3 separate regions of the Mus musculus genome follow, and regions 1 and 2 are each linked to region 3. Evidence: chromatin contacts called from public Hi-C and HiChIP or PLAC-seq data. All regions are on one chromosome and are shown on one strand. Each heading gives the region's core, a stretch centred on a gene start, on an enhancer-like site or on the middle of the called end of the contact. The rest is flanking DNA. Distances are from core to core; before and after follow the strand shown. Region 1 has its middle 18 kb from the start of Gm30005. Region 2 overlaps Galnt2 (polypeptide N-acetylgalactosaminyltransferase 2). Region 3 has its middle 14 kb from the start of Gm42054.

Region 1 (3,141 bases), core at 626-3,125, 76 kb before region 3:
CCAATCATGGTGGCAAGATGCCCAAGGAAACAACTGAGGGGGAAAAGATTTCCCCTCATGGTTTCAGAGGGCTCTGCCCATGGTCATGTGGATCTGTTGTTTCTGGGCCAAGGTGAGGCAGAGCATCAGGGCAGAGTAAGCTGCTTGTCTCATAGCAGCCAGGAAACAAGGCCTCCTCTGCAAAAATAACTCCCTGTGACTGCCCATCTTCTACCACCTCCTAATAATGAGATCAGATTGTAATTATTTTTCTGTAGGGCCATATTTCTACAAATGTGCTGGTGTGGATACCCACAAGTGTGGGGGCCAGAGGTCAACTTTGGGTGTCACTCCTCAGTTTCCATCTATCATGGTTTATGGGCTAGTGTCACTCACAGGACAGCAAGTCCCAGGAATGTTCTTGCCCCCAGTTCCCCAGTGCTGGGATTAAAATTGTGCACCACACCCAACTTTTATGTGGGTTTTGGGGATGGATCTTAGGTCCTCTCCTCATGTTTACAGGGTAAGCATTTTATTGCTTGAGCTATTTCCCCATCTGACACTCCCAAACGGTATCACCTCAGAACCCTGCAGCCTTCCGATCCACAGCCCCACTCAGAAAAGCAGACCACGTCTCTCATTTGTCGTCATAAATAACATTCTGCTAGAAATCACTTTACAGGAAGCTTCTGGTAGCAGCTCTGGAATGAAGACTTGTGTCTTGGGGGGGTGCTCACAGTAATGGGGTTCACATCATGTGAGAGCCATGGAAAGGCTCTTCTCTAGTAACGCTGAGAGAAGAGAAGCAATCGTTCTTTACCAGCTCCATGCCTGCATTTAATATTTCTCTTTTCAAGTCAGTGTGATAACCACCACGAGCTGGCTGTTCCTGGGATGACTGATCATCCATCTATCTATCTATCTATCTATCTATCTATCTATCTATCTATCTACTATCTCTCTATCATCTACCTATCAATTATTTATCTACCTCTTATCTATCTACCTATTATCTATCTATCCATCTATCTATCTATCTATCTATCCATATCCATACATATACACACACATATACATATACATGCATGTAAACATGCATGCTGCCTGGTGGTCTCATGGGCTGGAGGAACAGTCTGTCTGTGATGGAGAGACTGACAGCCATAGAAACCCTGGTGTCTGTGCTTCCTGCTCAGACCATGAGACAGTCTCAGCAGAGGCTGCAATAGCCTTTGCCAGTTTTTCAGTCTATGGGAGTCAGGACACACAGGGTAGGGCTGGCAGGAGAAAGGAGACAGAGGACAAACACTAAGATCGAAGGGCCCAGGGGCCCGCTACCACAATCTGAGTTCTTGACAAAGCAAATGCTTAACAAATGTTTCTAAGAGTGTGAACGTGAGGCTGGGAAGACCCAGGGACCAGTTTGACAAGCCTGACACTGTCCTCAGGGAAAAGGTGTGAAGTGGAACAGCCTGCCAGAGCCCAAGGGCACCCCTCTGTCCCTGGCGGTGGGGATGCAGACATGGCTCCACAATGCTACTCACGGCTGCATTCAGAGACCTCCGCTCAAGTAAAGCCAGGTCCCCAGAGAGCCTCAGAAGAAAATGCTGGAATGAGCTGGCATGAAGTAGAGTTGGTGCTTATTAATAAGCACATTTAACATAGATTGGACACAGGTGTAAATAGACTAGAGGCACACAGGGAAACAATCAGACACCCTTTTGGGGGGAGGAAGGGAGGGAGGGAGGGAGAGAGAGAGTGAGTGTGTGTGTGTGTGTGTGTGTGTTAGAGAGTTCTGCCTTCCTGTCTCTAAGATAGTAGCATGTGTGATCTCTGCAGGCACTGTCATGGTACCCTTAAACACATTCTGTGGCTTCTCACAGTCTGGTGAGCTGGGGGCATTGCCTCAGTCTGGAGTGGCTGTGGGCCAGGCATGCTTGGGAAGGAGGTGGAGGCTGGGATGGGGGCTGGAGAAAGGATGGAAAGAAGGGTAAACAGGTTTGTGAGCCAGTTCTGGGCTCCTGACCTTTCTGGCTATGCTTTCTCCCTGAAGACAGCTGCCTTGTGCCTAGCCACACGCCTGTCTGACCTTCATGCACCTCAGGCTGGAGAGGGTTTCATCCTGAGATCGTCCCCTGGCTGCAAATGACCACTGGTCTCTTTGCCAAACTTCCTCTGTCTCTGTCTCTCTGTCTCTCTCTCTCTGTGTGTGTGTGTGTGTGTGTGTGTGTGTGTGTGTGTCTGTCTGTCTGTCTGTCTCCACCTATGCTTGTGAAGGTCAAAGGCGTTCCTTTTTAGGAAAGGAACTCCACCAGCTGAGCTATGTCCCCAACACTGTCATTGAAGGGAGATGACTGGCTTGCCCCTGTGACTTTGGTTGGAAGCTAAAATCTCCCTTGGCATGCTGGAGACGTGTGGTGAAATGCTATGAGCACGGCACAGCGTTAAACCGTAAACTTATTTAAGACATTATGACAGGTTTTTTTCCCCCTGATTTCCTTGTAAATTGGATAATTCTCAAATGTGATCTTTGTAGATGAAGATGTGTTATAATGTCAAAATGTTGGACTTGCTTAGCATTGACTGTACTTGCCTTTATTTTGGGCTTGGAAATCTTTCCCAACTTTAGTGAAATATCAAGTAATCTCTGGCAAACTGAAGCTTCGGGAACCCAAGAGGGGAATCTCTCCACTGGCTCCAAATGCTTGTGCTCCAAAGAAAAGAGCCTCCCAGGCCTGGCTACCAGCGAGCATCACCAAGCAGCCCGGACCTCTCCGAGATGAATCTGTTTAATACTCTGTTCCCCACCGTTCTCCTGTGGAACATATCACTGGATTCAGGAGCGGGAGTAGTGCCTAAGGCTTCCTGACGATGTGGCATGGTCGATGTGAGCTCTCTTTAGAGGCTTGGAAACAGCATGGAGTCACCAGGAGCAAGGTCACAGAAGAGCTCCATTGTTGGACTCATGGTGGCCCAGGTTGGGCGCCATCCTACCCAGCTCCACTGTGGCCTCTCTTTGCTTGCTAGCAGTCACAAGCTTTGTGGTCCTATACTATTGGGTGGAGGAGGAGACCTCAGCAGCCTACCAAGTGTCAAATAGCTTCTTGGCCTTGAGAGCTTTCTGCACTGTGGTCTCCTTGTTTAGCGAGCTAAGAACCTGTGTGT
Region 2 (3,319 bases), core at 39-2,538, 75 kb after region 3:
AGGGTCCCTTTTAGTCCCCCTGTTTCAAGTATAGGTTTGCATACTTGGAAGATGAACCACAGAGGTGCATCGTATGCTGGTGGGTTCAAGGCTACACCATCTGCTGACTCCTCTGCTCAGTGTTCCTTCCTGAGGTGTGTCCCGTGGCTAGTGGGGGGGGGGGGAACGGCAGCCCCAGTGCTTTTGGCTGTTTAGCGTTTGCCTGTTTAGTGACCTGGCTTTTCACACATGGCACTCTGATGCCTTGGGTGGTGGGGGTTGGGGGGCATCTTCAGTAGGATAGGTGATGGGGGACCTGCAGGAAGCAGTGGCCTCTGTGGTCCCTTCTGGAAGGGTACTGTGTCATCCCAGTAGCTTCAAGTGAGAGGTTCTCCAGACTCATCCATAGCAGCTCAGCAAGTCTCTGTGGGGTCAGCCATGTCCTGGGGATGAATTAGGGGAGTCTGTCAGAGCACTGTATACCTCTTACTGAGCCCTTGCTGGCGTTGACACGCCCCAGGCAAGAACAGAGCTCGAGTTCTGGGCTGCCCCGGGGTTCCTGTTGGGTCTTTCAGAGATTGTAGGGTGGAGGAGTACTCTCCACCCTACATTTTAGCACCTTGGAAATCTGAAATCATGATGCCTCTCTCAGTGGCTGCCCGCCCTACAGCCATTGCGCTGGAGGCCCAGTAAACCCCGCAGGGTTTCCTCCCATTTCCACTCCATCCTGTCAGCAGCCTGAGAGGAAGAGTGACAGCCCTCTAGTGAAAAGCACCCAGCTAGTGTCTCATCAGCTCCCTGAGGGGCCAGCATCTGGCTGACTACAAACTTGATCATGTGTTCTGTACACACTGGGCTGTGATCCCACAGAGGAGTCAGCAGATGTGCGTACCCCTATGCCTCCTAATTCCCAGGCCTCCGTAGCGTAGTGAGTACAATAAGGATTTTTCCCTTTTTCAGCCTGCTCTTGCGGCCTGCCTTCTCAAAAGCTCGTGCGATAGCTGCTTGTTACCTCTGCACACAGTTGGTTGCTCACTCTGCGAGGTGTCATTTCCAGGGTTTGCCCATGGCTTCCTGGATGTTGACTTACAATTTCTTCTCAGGCCATATGTCTCTGGATGCCATGTCAAGTCCCTTATAAGGTGGGCAGGTCTGTGGAGGCAACCTGTGACTGTGGGAGGGTTTCAGTGAGAAAAAGAGCTGGGTGGGAACACTGGGCAGGCTGCCTGCCTTTGAGCTTCGTGTCTCTGTGAACCCGAGGCTCTGGGTCCTGGAGTGTGCCGGAACTGACAGTGGCTTGGCATATCGCCTGGAAATCCAGCTGCCCGAGGCGCTGGGTTTGGAGCTTTTTGTTTTGTTTTGCTCTGGTCCCCAGTGAAGCAGCAGGTACCGTTCATTTCACTTGTACAAGGCACAGAAGCACACATCAGCGATGATGAATAATGCCAGGGCACCTGCTGCGTGGTGGACGGGAGCAAAAGTACTACTGCCCTGGGACTGCTTGTCTCACTGCCTGGGGCTGTGGGGTCATAAAGCTGCTCTTAACTGGCTCTGCTGACCCTCAGGAGTCATGCTGCAGGGCAGCGTGGCTGTGCCGCAGTGAGGAATGAGCCCGCCATGTTCCCCTCGGTGGGGCTGGAGTGGTGTCCAGTCTGGATGCTTCTAGCGAGTCCATCCTGCATAGCCTCTCATTCAATTCTGGTAGCAGTACTAACTGGGCAATGTTGTTAGCCCATAGTTCCCATGGTCCGGTAGTACCGGGGGGTTCTGCTGAGGCCTGGGACTAGAGGAGGAAGCAGCCCCCGCAGCAGGGTAAGGCCTGGGTTCTTCGGACCCTCTCTGCAGGACGTTGTGCCCCTTCAGAATGGTGGTGCTGAGGTATGAAGTCTTAGGTCTACAGGGCGGTGCCTTGCTTGGTTGGCAGCCAGGGGAGACTCTTCCTAGAGTGTGAACAGACATGGTGTCTGGAGGGCACAGGTGAATGCCATTGACAGGTAGGGGGGTGTGTGTGTACGTGTACACATGTACACGTGTGCCATTCATTAAAAAAAGGAGAAGCACAGCACTGAACTTCCACACTGCCAGGGATAAGAGGAGTTTCCACTCTGCTTACAGCACAGAGCTTTTGGAGGAGGTTTGTTTATTTATTTATTTTGTTTGTTTGTTTCTTATTTACTAAGCCAGCAGTTGTCACAGCCGGGTGTTCGTTAGACCTGAGGCAGTACAGGGTTGGAGAAGACAGAAGCAGAATGTGGCAGTCGCTTGGGGGTGGTAGGGCGAGGCTACGTTTTAGGGGTGGTCATGCCAGGAGCTCAGCTTGGGTTTCTGTGTTGTCTTCTGGGTCCCTGTATTTGTGCAGGCACAAAGGTGAATGTTACTCTGTGAGGCGTGCTAGGCTAGCGTAGTGTTGAGATAGACTCCATGGCAGAGCCCCCCAGCTTGCCGGAGAATGGTGTGCTGCACCAAGATCCATCCGTATGGAAGGCTGTGTCAGGCTGTGTCACAGGAACTCAGCCGAACTCTGTGAAGTCAGTTACCCCAGGAGGTAGCAGGGATGGTTCTGAAAGAGTAGTTCCAGTCAGACACTGAAAGAACTCCAGAAGAAGACAGCCCAGGACGTGTGTCTTTTGTTTGTGCATGTTGATTTGTGCATGTTGGTGTGTATGTGCACGTGTGTGGACAACCTCAGGTTGTTTCTCTGGTGCCAGTCACTCCTCTTTTCTATTTTTGGGTGTGTGTGGGGGTGGGGTTGTAATGGTGGTGGTGGGGGAGCACAATCTATCACTGGCCTGGAACACACTAAGCAGGCCAGACTGGCTGTCCGTGAGAGGAGATGGCCCAAGGCTAATCCCTGGTAACCTGCCTAGAACATGCAAAGGACATATGACTTGTTATACACCTATGAGTATGTGTAAGTGCATATGTGTATGGGTGCCCAAAGATGCCACCAAAGGGCATTGGATCCCCTGGAGTTGAAGATGGCTTCGAGCCATACAACATGGGTGCTGGGAACTGAACTCCAACCTCTGTGAGTGAGAGCAGCAGTGTCCTCAACCTCTGAGTCACCCCTGCAGCCCCAAGCCACGCCCTCCAACTTCTCAGCAGGCTCTTTACTAACTCATTTTCCTCCTCCTCATTTTTGAAGGTGACGTCTTTATGTGCCTGGCCTGTGTGAGCTCTGCCTGTGATGAGCAAGACTAGTAATGACACACACAAGGGAAGATGTGCACAAGGAAAGGACAGGATAGGGGAATGTGCAAGCCAAGGTACACTGTCAAACATGCAGTGGCCTGGGGCTCGCTTCTGCCAGTTGCCCCTCTGCTGCTGAAGAGCTTTCTCA
Region 3 (3,383 bases), core at 320-2,819:
TGTCTGTCCCAAGGGTGTCTGCTCCCTCATGAGCCCCCACTCTGGGATTCCATCCAAGGGGTGTGGCAGTGGTGGATCTATCACATCGAGCTAGCCTTGGCATATCAAAGACTCCCCCCTACCAAAAAACCAAACCAAAACAAACAAAAACCTGACAGGGCTGTTCCATAATCAGCCCTCTGGGGGCATTATTTTCCAAATTGCCATGTTGGGTCACAGCAGCACCTGTATGCAGGTATGTCACTGGACACACTGCATGAGCACACAATAACACAGTGCATCCTGGGAGTTCAGCATGTCTTTATCTGCAGCTGTCTTTAGTTTCTAAGCTACAAATGTCCTTTGACTGGGGAGGTCTACCTTAAACAGCCCTCCTCCTTGCAAGGACAAGATAGCCACCCCTGTAGTTCCGTGCTCTACCTCATTTGCCTTTACAAACGGACCCACTCGTTCCTTCCCACCCCTCCTCATCCGCAACCTGCAGGAGCTGAGAGACTCAGAGTGTGGTGTACATGGATCTATAGGGACATCTGTGTGGCTCATGGCTTCTGGAGGAGATCAGGCAGGAGCTCAGTTTGAAGCTGACCACCAGGAGGGGAGGGGTGATGAGCACCAAGCTGACAAAGATCTGATCCCTGCACACAGTTCACTGCACATCCAGGTATGGACAGGAGTTCGGGGTTAAAGCTGATATGGTTTTAAAAGTCCACATCAAGAAAAGGAATATAAAACTACTGTCTATTTACAAAACACACAGGGGCACTTTGCCAGAGCCTCTCCCTCCGTGTAGGAGAGCGTCATGGGCTTTGTAGTAGTTTTAGCTTGGACTGATGGGCCCCGCCTGGGTTTGGCAATGAAGAAGCTTTGTGTAGAGGACAGTAGGGAGACGCCATTTGCTTATTTAGTGTGTTCTACAGCCAGGCATACCTCTCCCTCCTGCCCTTGATCCCTGCCCACAAGAGGCTGCAAGCAGAGAAACTTCCATGTGTCCCTTCTGGCAACCCAGAGTATAGAGCCTGAGCTGGATTTTAGCCCAGGCTCGCCCACCACCATGCCTCAGCTCAGTCACACTCCATGCCTTTTTACCCAACTCTGGCATCTTCCCCTGCAACCCCCCCCCGCCCCCCCCCCCCCCGCAGACTGGGGCTCTGGCAAGATTGCTTGCAGAGGTTTTCTCTGACCTGCCTACGCCACTATCATCATGATTTCTGTGTCCTCAGAGACGCTGTCATCCGGCTCTCATGTGACACTGGCATTACTCAAGTCGCCGTCTGCCTCCCACCCATGGGCTCATTCAGACCTCCCTTGCTAAGTGTGGATTCTGAGCCAGACATTTCAAGGGCTTTACGAAATGATGTACACTGATTGGAAGGGAGCCCGAGAGGGCTGTTTACACATTCCTTGTCCGTCCTCGAGAACTCTAGGCCTGAGCGTGACTGAAGCATGGTAAGGGCATCAGAGAGCAAGGGAGACAGAGATGGTGGTGACAGGCACGAGTATTTGTCACTTGCCACCCCACGTGGGCTGAGTATGCAATGTGTCCTTTGGCAGCATGAGCTCCTACAGGCAGCGGCTAGACCTCACAAGCTTGCCTGTGTATTCTTCTGAGAACAGCACAGGCCTTTCATACAGCGTTGGGTAAAGATTTGTGGCTCACTTGGTTTCTGTGACTCCGTGACCGCCTCATGCAGCTGACAGTCACTCTGTCCATCTTCCCAGCCTCAAGCGGCTACTCGAAGATCTGTCACTTTGGGTGTAAGCATAGACACCAAGGCACTCAGAACGCCATCTCCTTGCAAGCTCTTTCTTCTCTGCAGATCTTCCTCAATGGAGCAGTGGTGACTGCCAGCTCCCTGAGGCCTTCCTGGCCAAGCTTGCCTCTGCTCTAACTCAGCAGCGACACAGGTAACCTTCAAGTCTCATAGACGCTGACGCTTTACAGCTTGTGTAATCTGCAAGGTAGGAATGTAAAGATGGAAGGGACTCAGCATGGCTTTCAGAGAAAATGGATGAGCATTCTACAGCTTGGCCTCAGAGAGAATATGCCTTTATAAAGACACACAGAGGTTCAGTGGGCTCTTGGAACTGCCCATAGCAAGTCGATGAGCCGGTGAGCTTCAGGCATCGCTAAGAAGTGATCCGTTCCAATCAGGACTCTTAGAGTACCAGGAGCTGCCTTCTTGCAAATGCTCTGGCTCAGTGGCAGTGAGTGTGGCCTTCTGCTACACCCCAGGACACCAGCCACGCTGTCTTTCTTGTGTCTCAGTCTTCTCCCTTAGGTTGTTCTCAGCATCACGATGTTCACCTGCTGAGTTCGGCCCTGAACTTATTCTGGCCACAGGCAAGGAACAGGCTAGGGCTTCTTCATCTTTTGGAAGCCCCATTACGGCTGCAGAGGGCTGAGGAAGCATGACCTGATATGAGTTCCTGGAGTGTGAAGCCAAGAGAAGCAAAGTACACCGGGAGATAGAAAGGTCCAAATAATAACATAATTTATTATTATTATTATTATTATTATTATTATTATTATTATTTTGAAACAAGGTCTCATGATGTAGCCTAGTTCAAATTAGGACTGTCATACAGTTAAGGATGATCTTGAATTTTTTTTTTTTTTTTTTTTTTTTTGGTTTTTCGAGACAGGGTTTCTCTATGTAGCCCTGGCTGTCCTGGAACTCACTCTGAAGACCAGGCTGGCCTCGAACTCAGAAATCCGCCTGTCTCTGCCTCCTGAGTGCTGGGATTAAAGGCGTGAGCCACCACCGCCCGACTAATCTTGAATCTCTTGATCTGCCTGTTTCTACCTCCCAAGTGCTGGAATGACAGGAGTATCACCATATGTAGTTTTATTATGTGGTCCTTTGGGCATGATAGGGTAGGCAAGCACTCTATTAACTGAGCTACATGCCCAGTTCCCTCTCTGCCTGTCTCTGTCTCTGTCTCTCTGTGTGTGTCTCCCTCTGTGTGTCTCTGTCTCTATCTGTCTGTCTCCTTCCTGAGTAATCCAGACTGGCCCAGAACTCACAACAGTCTTCTTACTTCAGTCTCAAAGGTGCCGGAGTAATGGAGTATGCTACCATGCTTGGCTTTGGGGGGAAATGTGAGCAGTGTTTTGCATCTCCTGGGTCTCCGGAGGTAGAGAGGCTGGATTGTTAAGTCTGCCACAGAAAGGGTTTCTAGAACAGTTCTTGGCTGCTCCCCTGAGGGTGGTGACGCAGCTGCTTAGCATCCTGGCTCTCTCAGTCTCTGTTTTCATTCCCCATCAGCACTAGCTGCTGTCACTGAAGACTCCAGGCTGCCTCCCCCCCACCCCCTCAGTGATTCCAGGTTTTCAAACAGCCTCCTTTTTTAGCCAGCTCCAAGTCTCCAGAGAGCCCTGCCTC

Evidence for each region. A called contact is a pair of places that touch in the nucleus more often than the background predicts. HiChIP or PLAC-seq counts read pairs in DNA pulled down with a chosen protein or histone mark.
Region 1: an H3K27ac HiChIP or PLAC-seq map of heart atrium shows a contact between it and region 3, with 4 times the contacts expected there. The contact joins two enhancer-like sites. A contact is called at or near these places in 3 of 484 Hi-C or Micro-C datasets (the HPC-7 cell line, erythroid progenitors and nephron progenitors), 4 of 115 datasets of contacts at active chromatin or transcription factors (embryonic basal ganglia, embryonic stem cells, heart atrium and 1 more) and 2 of 9 other capture datasets (adipose tissue and liver).
Region 2: a Hi-C map of uterus shows a contact between it and region 3, with 2.1 times the contacts expected there. The contact joins two enhancer-like sites. A contact is called at or near these places in 1 of 39 promoter capture datasets (hippocampal neurons), 4 of 484 Hi-C or Micro-C datasets (embryonic ectoderm, muscle stem cells, nephron progenitors and 1 more) and 5 of 115 datasets of contacts at active chromatin or transcription factors (cardiomyocytes, double positive thymocytes, embryonic stem cells and 2 more).

The regions. Positions count from the first base shown.
Region 1 is chr8:124,104,661-124,107,801 of GRCm38.p6, forward strand. No RefSeq gene overlaps it. Among named protein-coding and RNA genes, the nearest start is that of Gm30005, 18 kb to the left of the region's middle. Within about 2 kb of position 1,876, at least 7 of the 459 cell types and tissues checked have an H3K27ac peak or open chromatin away from gene starts, as enhancers often do. A contact at or near this core is called in heart atrium, where this site is marked.
Region 2 is chr8:124,256,248-124,259,566 of GRCm38.p6, forward strand. The region is part of intron 1 of Galnt2 (polypeptide N-acetylgalactosaminyltransferase 2); the gene reads left to right. Among named protein-coding and RNA genes, the nearest start is that of Galnt2, 27 kb to the left of the region's middle. Within about 2 kb of position 1,289, at least 114 of the 459 cell types and tissues checked have an H3K27ac peak or open chromatin away from gene starts, as enhancers often do. A contact at or near this core is called in heart atrium and uterus, where this site is marked.
Region 3 is chr8:124,181,037-124,184,419 of GRCm38.p6, forward strand. No RefSeq gene overlaps it. Among named protein-coding and RNA genes, the nearest start is that of Gm42054, 14 kb to the right of the region's middle. Within about 2 kb of position 1,570, at least 60 of the 459 cell types and tissues checked have an H3K27ac peak or open chromatin away from gene starts, as enhancers often do. A contact at or near this core is called in heart atrium and uterus, where this site is marked.